2 separate regions of the Mus musculus genome follow, and region 2 is linked to region 1. The links are chromatin contacts, called in public HiChIP or PLAC-seq maps. All regions are on one chromosome and are shown on one strand. The core of a region is the stretch at or near the end of the contact, and the rest is flanking DNA. Distances in the headings are between cores, read along the strand shown. Region 1 holds the start of Pdrg1 (p53 and DNA damage regulated 1). Region 2 has its middle 19 kb from the start of Ccm2l.

The links. HiChIP or PLAC-seq counts read pairs in DNA pulled down with a chosen protein or histone mark.
Region 2: a contact with region 1 is called in an H3K27ac HiChIP or PLAC-seq map of the HPC-7 cell line, with 4 times the contacts expected there. The contact joins the enhancer-like site here to the promoter of Pdrg1 in region 1. A contact is called at or near these places in 4 of 39 promoter capture datasets (the HPC-7 cell line, embryonic stem cells and macrophages), 1 of 484 Hi-C or Micro-C datasets (nephron progenitors), 2 of 115 datasets of contacts at active chromatin or transcription factors (the HPC-7 cell line and embryonic stem cells) and 3 of 9 other capture datasets (adipose tissue, macrophages and pancreatic islet).

What each region holds. Positions count from the first base shown.
Region 1 is chr2:153,013,047-153,018,698 of GRCm38.p6, forward strand. It overlaps Pdrg1 (p53 and DNA damage regulated 1), which reads right to left and starts at 2,337. Exons shown (of 5, transcript NM_178939.2): 1 at 2,188-2,337; 2 at 964-1,039. The coding sequence starts at 2,274.
Region 2 is chr2:153,081,942-153,087,593 of GRCm38.p6, forward strand. No RefSeq gene overlaps it. Among named protein-coding and RNA genes, the nearest start is that of Ccm2l, 19 kb to the left of the region's middle. Within about 2 kb of position 2,415, at least 111 of the 459 cell types and tissues checked have an H3K27ac peak or open chromatin away from gene starts, as enhancers often do. A contact at or near this core is called in the HPC-7 cell line, adipose tissue and macrophages, where this site is marked.

The sequences.
Region 1 (5,652 bases), core at 1,087-3,586:
CCCCTTTCCAACCCCAGACTTTATTCAGGGAGCGTTTTCCTTTCCCCTCTATCCCTTTTTCTCTCTTATCAAATGTTAGGGGGTTGAAAAGGTGGAAGAAAAGGGGTGAAAGGTGGAAGAGAGAAGAACCCATAGAATAGCAAAAGGACAAGCTATTTAAAAACCAACCAACCAACCAAAGTTGTTTCAAGTGCTAGGGAGCATCAGAGGACAGGTTCATTATGGGGATGTGACATCGTGGATATGACATCCAGGCGAGACCTGAGGAAAGCGAGGACATGTCACCCACAAACATGTGGGAAAACAGAGCCAGGCAAACAACAAAGGGACCAGTGAGTGCGTGGGGTGTGTGGGGCTGGATCATGTGGAGTCTCGAAACAGCTCTGGGTTTCATTCAGGTGAGATAAGCCAATGGAAGCCCTACATGTCAGTGCCCTTCACTGTGGCCGGAATGCTGCCCACCTTTCCAGAAATGCTTCATGTTGTCCCCTTAGTGGGACATGGCATGGCTTGACTTGCTCATGCCACCAGCCACAGCAGCCACCTGGCCTCATCTACTGAGCCCCATCTCTTCCCTCCAAGACAGTCTCGACACCCACCCATGGCCAACTCCATCTTTAGCTTTCTCACAATTTTCAGTTATGTGTTTGTGCTGCTTTCCTCGTGTGGAACATAAGGGCAGAACTATTGCTTTTATGTGCGGTGAGCACTCTCTGCATCTGCCATCAGTGAGTGAGGAGCTAATGGCCTGTCACTGAAGTGAGCATCTAAAATTCTGAGTCACAGCATATGTCTGACCTGCAACGCTCGCTCGCTCGCTCTTCTCCTCAAGCTGTCTAAGTTTCCCACGAGGGTGAGTCACACAGTCCCAGCCTCCTGCCTGGTTTTTACCAGGGATAATGAAGTCCTTCAGAAGACAACTGAACCGGCTTCCAGGGCTTCAGTAAGGATGTCGCAACTTACCAGAGACACTCAGGTCCTTCTGTAGGGCCCTCAGGCCCTCTCGGTTCTGATTCCTCTTGGTGTCCAGGTCTACAATCTGAAAACAGGAGCAGATGGGGACTCAGCTGCCTCCAGCCCCAATCTGAAGAGACAAGGTATCATTTCTGGCTAAGTTCCAAGGTCTTGCCTAACATGGAGGACTCAGGTGGGAAGGTGCTTCTTTACCCACTCAGCTTCCAGCTCCTCTGCTTCGACACAAACCTCCTTCCTCCAGAGAAGGTGCTAGGAAAATGCCTGCAGATTGAATCATTTTGTGTCATCCAGTCAACCTTGAGAGTGTACCAGAGTCACCAGGGAGTGAGCTGAGTGTCTTCTCTAGACAGTGACTACTGACACACTCTTGTTAGGTAACTCTGACAGTCTCACCAGACACTCAACCATACTGGACTGGAACAGCTGTGGCATGGTACCACTATGACAGCTAACTACTCAAGAGGTGACATCTGGGGCCGCAGCTAGTGAACCACCAAGCCTTCTCAAATATAGACCACAAAGAACCATTATGGCCATTATGACAGCGTTTGAAGACCATCAAATATATCAAGTATATGTCTCGCCCCATCACTACCATCTGGTCTAACTCTAGACCATCGGGATCACCTGAATGGTTCCCCGCTCTCTAGGAAGCAGCCAGAGAGAGGCATTTAACATCCAAATGCACGCCTATAATCCCAGAACTCAGGAGACTGACAAGGATAGACCACGGATTGTTCAAGGCTAACCTAGACAACACAGTAAGCCCTCTAAAGTTTAGAGTCTAAAGCAACCGATCCCCAGCACGAACTCCCTTTAGGGACTAACCACTTACCACAGAAACAGAACCAAGCACCCCTTTCGGATCTACGAGGCCCTCAACCCCTCACCCCCGCGCCCGACACCCACACACCCACACATCACACCCACACACCCCAGCGCATTGCCCAGACACATGCCGCCCATGTCTCAGTAACCTGATTCACGATGGGCCAGGGACTGCGTTTGGAAAGTGGTGTCAGGGGAGCCTCCCGCAGACAGTGAGAATCCAGGAGACCAGCAATGACCGGGCAGGGTGAAAGGAAGGCGACTATCCAGCACAGAACCAGTGCTCGCTCCGCGCCAGGCCGCTGGGACCAGTGACGCCGGAAGACCGGGTGAGCTCCCTGCCACCCCGCGCACTTACGCGCTCGCAGCCGCCACGTCTCTCACCTGCCGCTTGTCCGACAGCACGGCCTCGGCCAACTCCTCTACTTCGACCAGGTACCGCAGCACCCGCTCCGCCTCGGGGGACAGCATGGTGCCACGCACCTCTTCTGACACACTGCTACAACTTCACCTTGGCTCCTTCCGCGCACGCGCTGTTCTGGGACTTCCGGCACGCCTGCGCAGTGAAAAGAGCAAGCGCCGCAGCGGGGCTCCAGAGGGGCGGGGTAGGCTTTGGGAGCGGGGCAGGTGCGCCCCCTACAGGCTCTGAAGGAGCAACACAACGCACTGTCCATTTCCCTCCCTTCAAAGGGTTCCTGGGCATCCACTACATACCAGATTGGGTGTCAGGAACGCGGCTGCAAATAAAACATCCCGACTCTAGGAACGTCGTCCCATTGGAAAACAACGAACACTGAAGGCAAAATAATTACACATTATGGAAGGTAGTGATAAGGGATTTGGAGACACAGAGATCATAAAGTCCCGGTTTAACGACGCCCAGAAACTGAGTGTGGCAGACAGACTCATATTTTAATCCACGACGTTTTCAGCTTCCAGTTTGTAAATAATGGGTGATAGAAATTCCCCTCACTCTCTCTCTTTCTCCCCGGAAGATGGAAAGGAAGCAGTAATTATTTTAAATTGCATCTGGCTGCAGCATTTGTTGAATCTAATGTCCACAGTAGCAAGCCGAGATTCACAGAAGGAGCTGGAAACTGTCCAGGGGAGCAGTGGAGTGTCAGTAAGAGCGTAAGAGTGAATTAGGATCCAGGACTTCCCAGAGGAGGCGTGTGTGTGTGTGTGTGTGTGTGTGTGTGTGTGTGTGTGGTGACTGCCTGACAGAACCGGAGGGGTCCCCCAATGTTGCAAAGCTGGAGGCTCAGACGCTGGGCCTGGGAGTTTCTGCCTCACCAATCCTCTTTTGTTTTTCCGTGTGCGAAACTGGAATTACCCCAGTGCCTCTCAAACACCACGCTCTACCACTGAGCTATATCTCATCTATTTTCTTGTGTGGTGTGTGTGTGTGTGTGTGTGTGTGTGTGTGTGTGTGTTGCATGCGTGTAAGGGTGCTCTGTGCTCCTGCAGACACAAGCAGAGGCCAGACAGATTAGGGTGTCAGGTGTCTGTCTCTCCCTGATATTCTCACCTTATTGTCTTGAAATAGAGCCTCTCCTTGAAACAGAAGCTCACTTTTGGGCTAGGCTTGCTAGACATTGAGCTCTCTGGATCTGCCTGTCGCTGTTTGTTGCTGCTCACACAGCCATGTCTGGGTTTTTCTGTAGGCGCTTGAGATTCAAACTCAGATCCTTATTCTTGCAAAGTGAACACTCTTCATTCACGGAGCCACCTCCCCTAAGGCCTAACTCTGAGGTTCACTTTTTAGTCTCCTTTTTTGGACTCTGGGAAACTTAGCCCATTCATATTCTTTGCCTCACTTGAATTTCACGGACACTTTTTTTTTCTCACAGGATTATGCCTGTTTAGTTTTATAGCTGCAGGCTGAGGCTGAGAGAAGGGCTAATCAGTCACAAATTCCCCGGGGTGGAGGGTGCTGGTCTCTTTTTCACAACTATCTATGGACATTGACAAACTGTGCCTCACGAAGCCTGGAAACACCTCTTTCTTGTCTGGCTTTGGGCTACCTTCAATTACTAGAGACAGACAGTTTTCTCTGCAGCTGCGTGGTGTGGGGATGGAGGAAGCTTCATTAAGGATTCCTCATAGAGGGTGAATTTGTCGCCAAACCCAGGATGTTTTGTGTAAACACCTTCTGGTTCAGAAATGAAGGCACAAGCCCTGTGAAAGAAGTGGGGGTATTTGCCAAAGGAAAAATGAGTCTTCCAGGAATCCCTGGGGCCTGGACCCTAGTCCTGCATCGTCTCTCCACCTTGGGGCCAAAGATGGCTGGAAAAACGGACACCTCTGACCCCTGCTGGGTGGTCCTGCATGGAGAGAAGTTAAGAAAGGTTCCATGTTAAATTTCTTGGCTCCGACTGACCCTCGGGGCCACATCTGGTCATTGGATATTGCAGAGAAGGTCACACATATCCCCAAGGGTCAAAATGAACAGATTGTGAACTCTGGGATATCTCTGATATTACCTAACTATTCATGTCACAAAAATGTAGCAATTTCCCAGGCTTAGAGATTCATGAGTTTACTGTGAGCAGAGCCGGGTGTGATGCCTGCCTTCGGGCTGGGGAAGCAGGGGAGAGGACCATTGGCAGGGCTATAACCAAATGCATCCCGAGTCAAGTGTAGATAAGTGTTGACAGGTTCCCCAGTGATGCAAGGTGGACAGGGAGAGATGCAGGAACCGTTTGGGATAAGGTAGTTAGGGAGGGCTTCTCTGAAGAGGTGGCACTGGAACAGACATGGGGAGGAGGTAAGGGGGTGAGCCATGAGGGTATTTGGGTGAGGTGAGACAGCATTGCAGGTAGAGGACACAGCAAGTGCAATGACCCTGATCCAGACCTGTGACCTGTGACCTGTCTCTGCTCACTGAGGCAGGGTCAGTGGCAGGTACCAGGTAAGGTTGTCAGTGGAATGAAGCCCTAGGAAGCAAAGGGAGGGATGAGTGACCTCATCCCCCGCATCTTTACTTCTCTGTGGGGTTGCCAGTGATGCTCCTCATGTGGGGCTGCTGCATCCATCCACATAAGAGAAGGGTCGCTGGACCAAGGGGCTGTGGGGATTCTCAGGACATTTGCACACACTAGCCCTTAGCCTGGTTTGATTTTCTGCCAGCCCCTTTGATACTACAGCCATAACACATCTCCATTTGTCATATCTCCCCTCTGTGTTGTATGTCCCCACCTCTGCATCTCTCTCTCTCTCTCTCTCTCTCTCTCTCTCTCTCTCTCTCTCTCTCTCTCTCTCTCCCCCTTCCTGAGCATTAGCTTCTTGAAATGGAGTTTGTGAATGGAAGTTACCAGAGAGAAGTCATACCTACTTTAAAGAATTGATTGACTGATTCAAGCTCTGTGATTGTAGAGAGTTGGAATGTTGCAGATTCAGAACTGGACTATCCTGTGCTGTCTCTGTTCCCCTTCCTAGCCATTCCTTGCCCACCTCTGTTACCTTATTTTATTTTATTTTATTTTATTTTATTTGTTTGGCTATCAGGTAAAAACCTTTGAAATATATTTTAAGTAGACCAGAAGGTACCACACCACCCAACTGCTAAGGATGCCAGCAGATAGCATCTAAACCCTGTAAAAGCTTTTCCCATTTTGCATTTCCTTGTCTAACTTCAGTCCCACCAACATATTTAACACATAGATTGAATTTTACCTTTGTTTTGTTCTATGACTAGTAAGAGCTCATGTAACCTGGGCTGGGCTTGGTGGCTCCTGCCTTTAATTTCAGCACTCTGTGAGTTCAAATCTGTCCTAGAAAGCACAGAGTTTTCTGGGCCAGCCGGGTTGGTATTGTGAGACCCTGTCTCAGAGACAAGCAAACAACAGA
Region 2 (5,652 bases), core at 1,165-3,664, 69 kb after region 1:
GAGCTGTAAGCTATGGAGGTCAAGATGAGGCCAGGCCCTTGGCAAAGCCTCAGTGAGGACAGTGAGCTTTGAGAAGAGGCCAAAGTCCACTAGAAGAGATCAAATGTGTCTGCAAAACCTTGCTAACCCTTCCACAGCCAAACATTTCCAAATCATGTGAGCACTGGGGCTTAAGAGTTCCAGATTCCCACTGGGACGGTGGCAGATGACCCCGCCCCCGTCACTGGTCCATGCAAGGTTCTCCTGATATTCTTCTTCATTCCTTGCTTGTCTACATATTCTTCGCCACACTACAACCCCCAAACATGCCAAAACTTGCAATTACACACACACACACACACACACACACACACACACACACACATACACATACTATGCAATGTGCAAATGAACACAGCGTAAGTGGTATTGGAATGGGTTCTAATTCTCTTCCTCCTCCTCCTCCTTCTCCTCCTCCTCCTTGTCCTTCTTCCTTTAATAATATTTGTTGTTTTTATTGGGGTGGTCAGTGGTGTCGTACCATGTTTTGTTCTTGTTTTTGATGTGATCATCTTGTTGTATAGCCAAGACTGCACCCAACTCAAGATCCTCCTGCCTCAGCACTTGAGTGCTTGATTACAGGTGGGCTGCCCCATGCCCAGATCACTCTGTAACATTTTTTTTTTTTTTTTGGTTTTTCGAGACAGAGTTTTTCTGTGTAGCCCTGGCTGTCTGGCACTCACTTTGTAGACCAGGCTGGCCTCGAACTCAGAAATCTGCCTGCCTCTGCCTCCCGAGTGCTGGGATTAAAGGCGTGCGCCACCACGCCCAGCCACTCTGTAACATTTTTAAGACCCAGCCATATTATTGTGGGGAAATCTAGCTCATTGCGTTCAACAGCTGCCAGCTCCCTGAAGCATTTAAGCATCCCCTCTATTCATCCCACCCCGATGATGGATGCCTAGCTTGCTTTCAACTCTCTCTTACCACAAACACTGCTGAGATGAACACCTCTGTCACTAACCCTTGTGGACCCACATGAAGATTCTTATGGGCTCTGCCAGGAGTGGAATTAGTAGATCCCAGATATATGTGTTTAAATTTCACAAACCCCTTCTAGAAAGACCCATCCTCAGCTTGCGAGCAATGCTGCTGTCTCGTGCACTCGTCAGTTTTTTTTAAAGCCTGTCTATAGCCATTGTCATCAGTTAGGATGTGGCAACTGAGCAGGACTCGGTCTCAAACACAAACACACACACACACACACACACACATATGCATACACATATGCACACATACACACCAGACAAATACATGTATATCATGCTTTCTTGCAATTTCATGAGATCTGTGTTGTTGTTGTTGTTGTTGTTGTTGCGATACTGTCTGTGTATCCCAGGCTGCTTTCAACCTTCTGATCCCCCTAAGTTATAGATTACAGATGAGTGCTGCTGCATGCGTTGTGGAATGCTCAGCATCCTGAATTCCAGGTGAGCCCGCTCCTAAGTACTTCCCCACCTAACCCTGGAATCTGGAGCCTCCTCCTGAGCGCAGTGGACCTGGGGCTTCCCCTGCTGGCTACAAACTGCTCCTTTGGACTGTTTGTTCATTTCCATGGGGTTTTCCGGGTTTCTCTACATTCGCTTGCAAGAATAGTAATCACATTTTAGATACGACTCCCTTGTTTGGTGTTGCTGTTCCACATACCTTCTCCCAATATGTTGCCCATCTGTTAAGCTTCTAGCATCGATTGACTAACTTCAACGTGCGTACGCTGGAGTTTCCGTGAAGGCTTGCTAGAAGAGATGGTTGAGCCACATACCCAGAGTTCCTGACTTGGGAGGGTAGAGGATTCGGCTGGAAGTTTACTCTGCCAACACGAAGAGCGACAAGCATTAGCACTGCTAGCGATCGGGGAACTCATGTGGAGAACAGCTAGCCCCTGGTGCTTCTATTGAACAAATTTGCTCATTTTACTGAGCTCACTCATTACTTTTGATGTTATCAGGTGTCTTTCCTCAGCTTGTGAGTGAGTGGCCTGGCTCTCAGGAAGCAGAAGTCAGGAAGCCATGTTGCACAGTGATCTGCCATGTGAACTTACCAGAGTTCTTTTTTTCAGCCTCCGTCCTGCCTTGCCCTGCTAGAAGGGATGTAGCAATGTTAGGTCACACTGGAACCTGAGGCCTCAGGAGTGAGTCTTAGGGAGTTGCTGAGGGAGGCAGCCTCTCTTAAAGGCCTTGGGCTTTTAAGAACTCAGATTCTTGCTTACAGTAATAGCCAGGATACCACGGTGGGGCTGTGAGAGGTACGAGGATGGTGCTTGCCCCATAGCCTTGAGCATGGGGCAATTTCCCTCACAGTCAAGGAAGTCCATACTTGCCCTAGAATGCTCATAGTAACAAAGTGATGTGACCGCTTGCTGTCAGAGGTCCTGTGGGCCTGGCTGGGCAGCCTAGGCAATGAGCCTAGGAACTCTGGCCACACTTCCTCCTGTGACATGCTACATCCTGCCAGGGTCACTTCCTATCATGGTTCAGTTCCTGGCATCGAAAGATGGGGAAGTCCCCTAGGGTAGGACAGCTGGCTCCAAAGACCTCTGGGGATCATGCAAGTGTGGGACTTCATCCCCAGCTGGCTCCTCTGGGGAGTTTGATCCAAGTGGTAAAGACATGTGGTAACTAAGTGAAACTGTGCCCTATATAGAGACCTCGCCCACAACTGCCTCCTGCCCCTCTGCTTCTTTCCAGCTAGAGACTCCTAGATGGCGTCTGGGGACTTCCAACTGTGTGATGGGGGTGAGGCCCCTGCCATTCAATCCTCAAGCATTTAGAGAATGCCTACTCTGTGTCCCGTTTTGTGCTAGACACCAGAGGGAGACAAAGCACATTTCCTACCAACACAACTCCTGGGTATGGGTGCAGGTGGGTGGGTGTGAGTGGGTGGATGCGGGTGGGTGGGTGTGAGTGGGTATGGGTGTGAATGGGTGAGTGTGAGTCAGTGTGGGTATAGGTGGGTGGGTGTGGGTGCATGTGGATGGCCGTGGGTGTGAGTGGGTGGGTGGGATGTGTAGTCTGAGTGAGAGGTCTCAACACAAGCTGGGTGTGGTGGCACATTATTGTAAGTAACTTCATCCTCTGAGAGGCTGGTGTAGGAGGATCATAAATTTGAAGCCAGCGTGGGCTGTGGAGCTGCTACTGCTCCTCTTGTTGTTGTTGTTGTTGTTGTTGTTGATGATGATGATGATGATGGTGGTGGTGATGATGATGAATAACATTATAGAGTTCTCTCAGTTATAAAACGTTATAAAAATCAAAGAATGAGAAACGTTGTCTTTCTGGGTAATCTGGAAGAGACTTTGAAACAGAGGTGGTTTATGAGCAAGGTGTGTTCTAGAACAAACAAGGCTTGAAGCAAAGGGGACAATGGAGAGGAAGAGTCCTCTAGGCCGGGACCTGGGCATGGAGAGAGACAGGAAACTCAAAGGAACATGATAACCAGTTAGACATGGGTGCTATGATCAGACTGAATGGTTTTGAATCCCAAAACTGTCACCTGCTAGTTGGGAAAACTTGGGTAACTCCTTAAACATTTCTGGGCCTTGAGTTTCTTCTCTGTAAGATGGAGATAGGAACACATCACAATTATAGAGCCTGTGGAGCTTGCGAAACATAGACCTTACTATGTAGCTGGGTTCTCTGGGCCTCAAGTTCAAGGCCAGCCAGGGCTACGTAGTGAGACCTAGCTCAAAAATAGACAGAGTACATGTAGTAGGTGTTCAATAATTTCAGTAAATGCAGATGCTGGTATTGCTGGAGGAGCAGGGGGGTGTGGGATGACATCAGAGTGGGTAGAGGCTTATAGATAAGGAAACCAGAGAATCATAAAGACTGAGGAGCCCTGCCGGGGCAGGCCAGGAGCTGCTACAGAGGAGAGTGGGGACGGGGCGGAGGCGGGAGCAACCTTAGGAAGATCTCAGACAGGGGAGGGGAAGAGAGGAGTGAGTCCATTCAGAAAGGAAAGGAAGAGGACTTCTTAGCATGAAGACCGTGGCCTTTTGGAATAGACAGACTACTAATGGGCATTAATGGGTTTCTATTTTTGCTGTATTAAGCCAAGATTTCACTCTGTGGCCCAGGCCGGTAGCAAGCCCTCAGCAATGCTCCTGTTTCTGCCTCTCTAGTACTGGGATTACAGGTTAAACTCCATAGGATTACAGGTTAAACTCCATAGGATTATGGGTTAAACTCCATAGTTCCTTCGAAATTATTGGTCTGACTACTTCTCACCTAGGCTGAGGGGTACAGATTTGGAAGGCCCCACTCTTACATTTCCATCCTTCCTAGGAGCTCAGATGCAGGACAAACGGAGGCCATAAAGCCAGGCCAGCCTGCCTTGTCTTACTAGTAGTTTCCTGTCATAGTAAGCGCATAACCTTCAGCACCAGCCACTGCCATCATCTGCAAAACTGACAAGTGCCCGATGCCCCTCCTCCCTCCCCCACTCCTCCTGACTCCCCTCACAGCTGGTTCTAGCACCACTCTGTAGACTCTGATGTGACTGGCAGACAATGGTGTGACTGGCAGAAACTTCTGTCTAAAAGACATCTGTTTCAAAAGAAAATTAATTTCTCAGGCTCTATGTAGGCAAAGGGATGGAGTCTTTAATGCATAACGAGATCTACAAACATGAAAGACACTAATTGAAAAGCAGGTGTCAGATTCACATTCTGAAGTTTGTGGTGAGGTAGTCTACGTCACTCACGAAGAACGAGGTCAAAAATCCGTATTACCCAGGGAAGCCATCTGTTAGCTATGTGATTGGCAAAGTTCGGAATGTTTTGAGGATCAGGAACCTATGACAGGGTTTAAATGCAGCTCCCTGCTGGGACGCCCACCCTTGCTCATAGCCTCATAAGTGGACATGGATGGACACACTACTGACAGGAGGTTAAAAATAAACCAAGCTGTGGGTGACAGGGGACTGGTTAGATAAACTGTAGATCCTGAAGATAATGGAATACTATGCAACCATAAATAAGGATTTAGTAGCTCTCTGTGCTGACACAGAAGTATTTCCAACGTAATGTGTGTGGGGGAGGGGCAACAGACAAAGTGCTGGAACGTGTGCTTTAGAGCACTGTAGGAAATGTCTTTGTGTGCTGTGGGATAGTTCTGTAGTTGTCAGCTCTGAGCTGGGAAATGTGTTGGCTATAGAATAAGGAGGGAAGAAGACGTTCTCTTTACGAGCCATGTATACACAGCAGAGCAAAACTATCCTTAAGGATCACTGTTCTACTGTTGTGCCGTCTACTGAGCTCAGTAGACACCATCTGCTTCCATATGTCTGATCTGCCACCCCCGCCAACACACAGGTGCACACACATTCTGTCAGGAAGCGCGACTTCTGCGTTATTCCTTCATTCCCCAAAGCTCAGCATCACCCTTGGCTTGCAACAGATGTTTGGGAGATTCGAATGTGTATTTACAGCCAGGCGGTGGTGGTACACACCTTCAGTCCCAGCACTCAGGAGGCAGGTGGGTCTCTGTGAGTTCGAGGCCATCCTGGTCTACAGAGTGAGTTCCAGGATAGTCAGGGCTACACAGAGAAAGTCTGTCTCCAAAAAAATAAGAATAAATAAAAATTTAAAGAGCGTATTTATAGCCACTGTGTTCT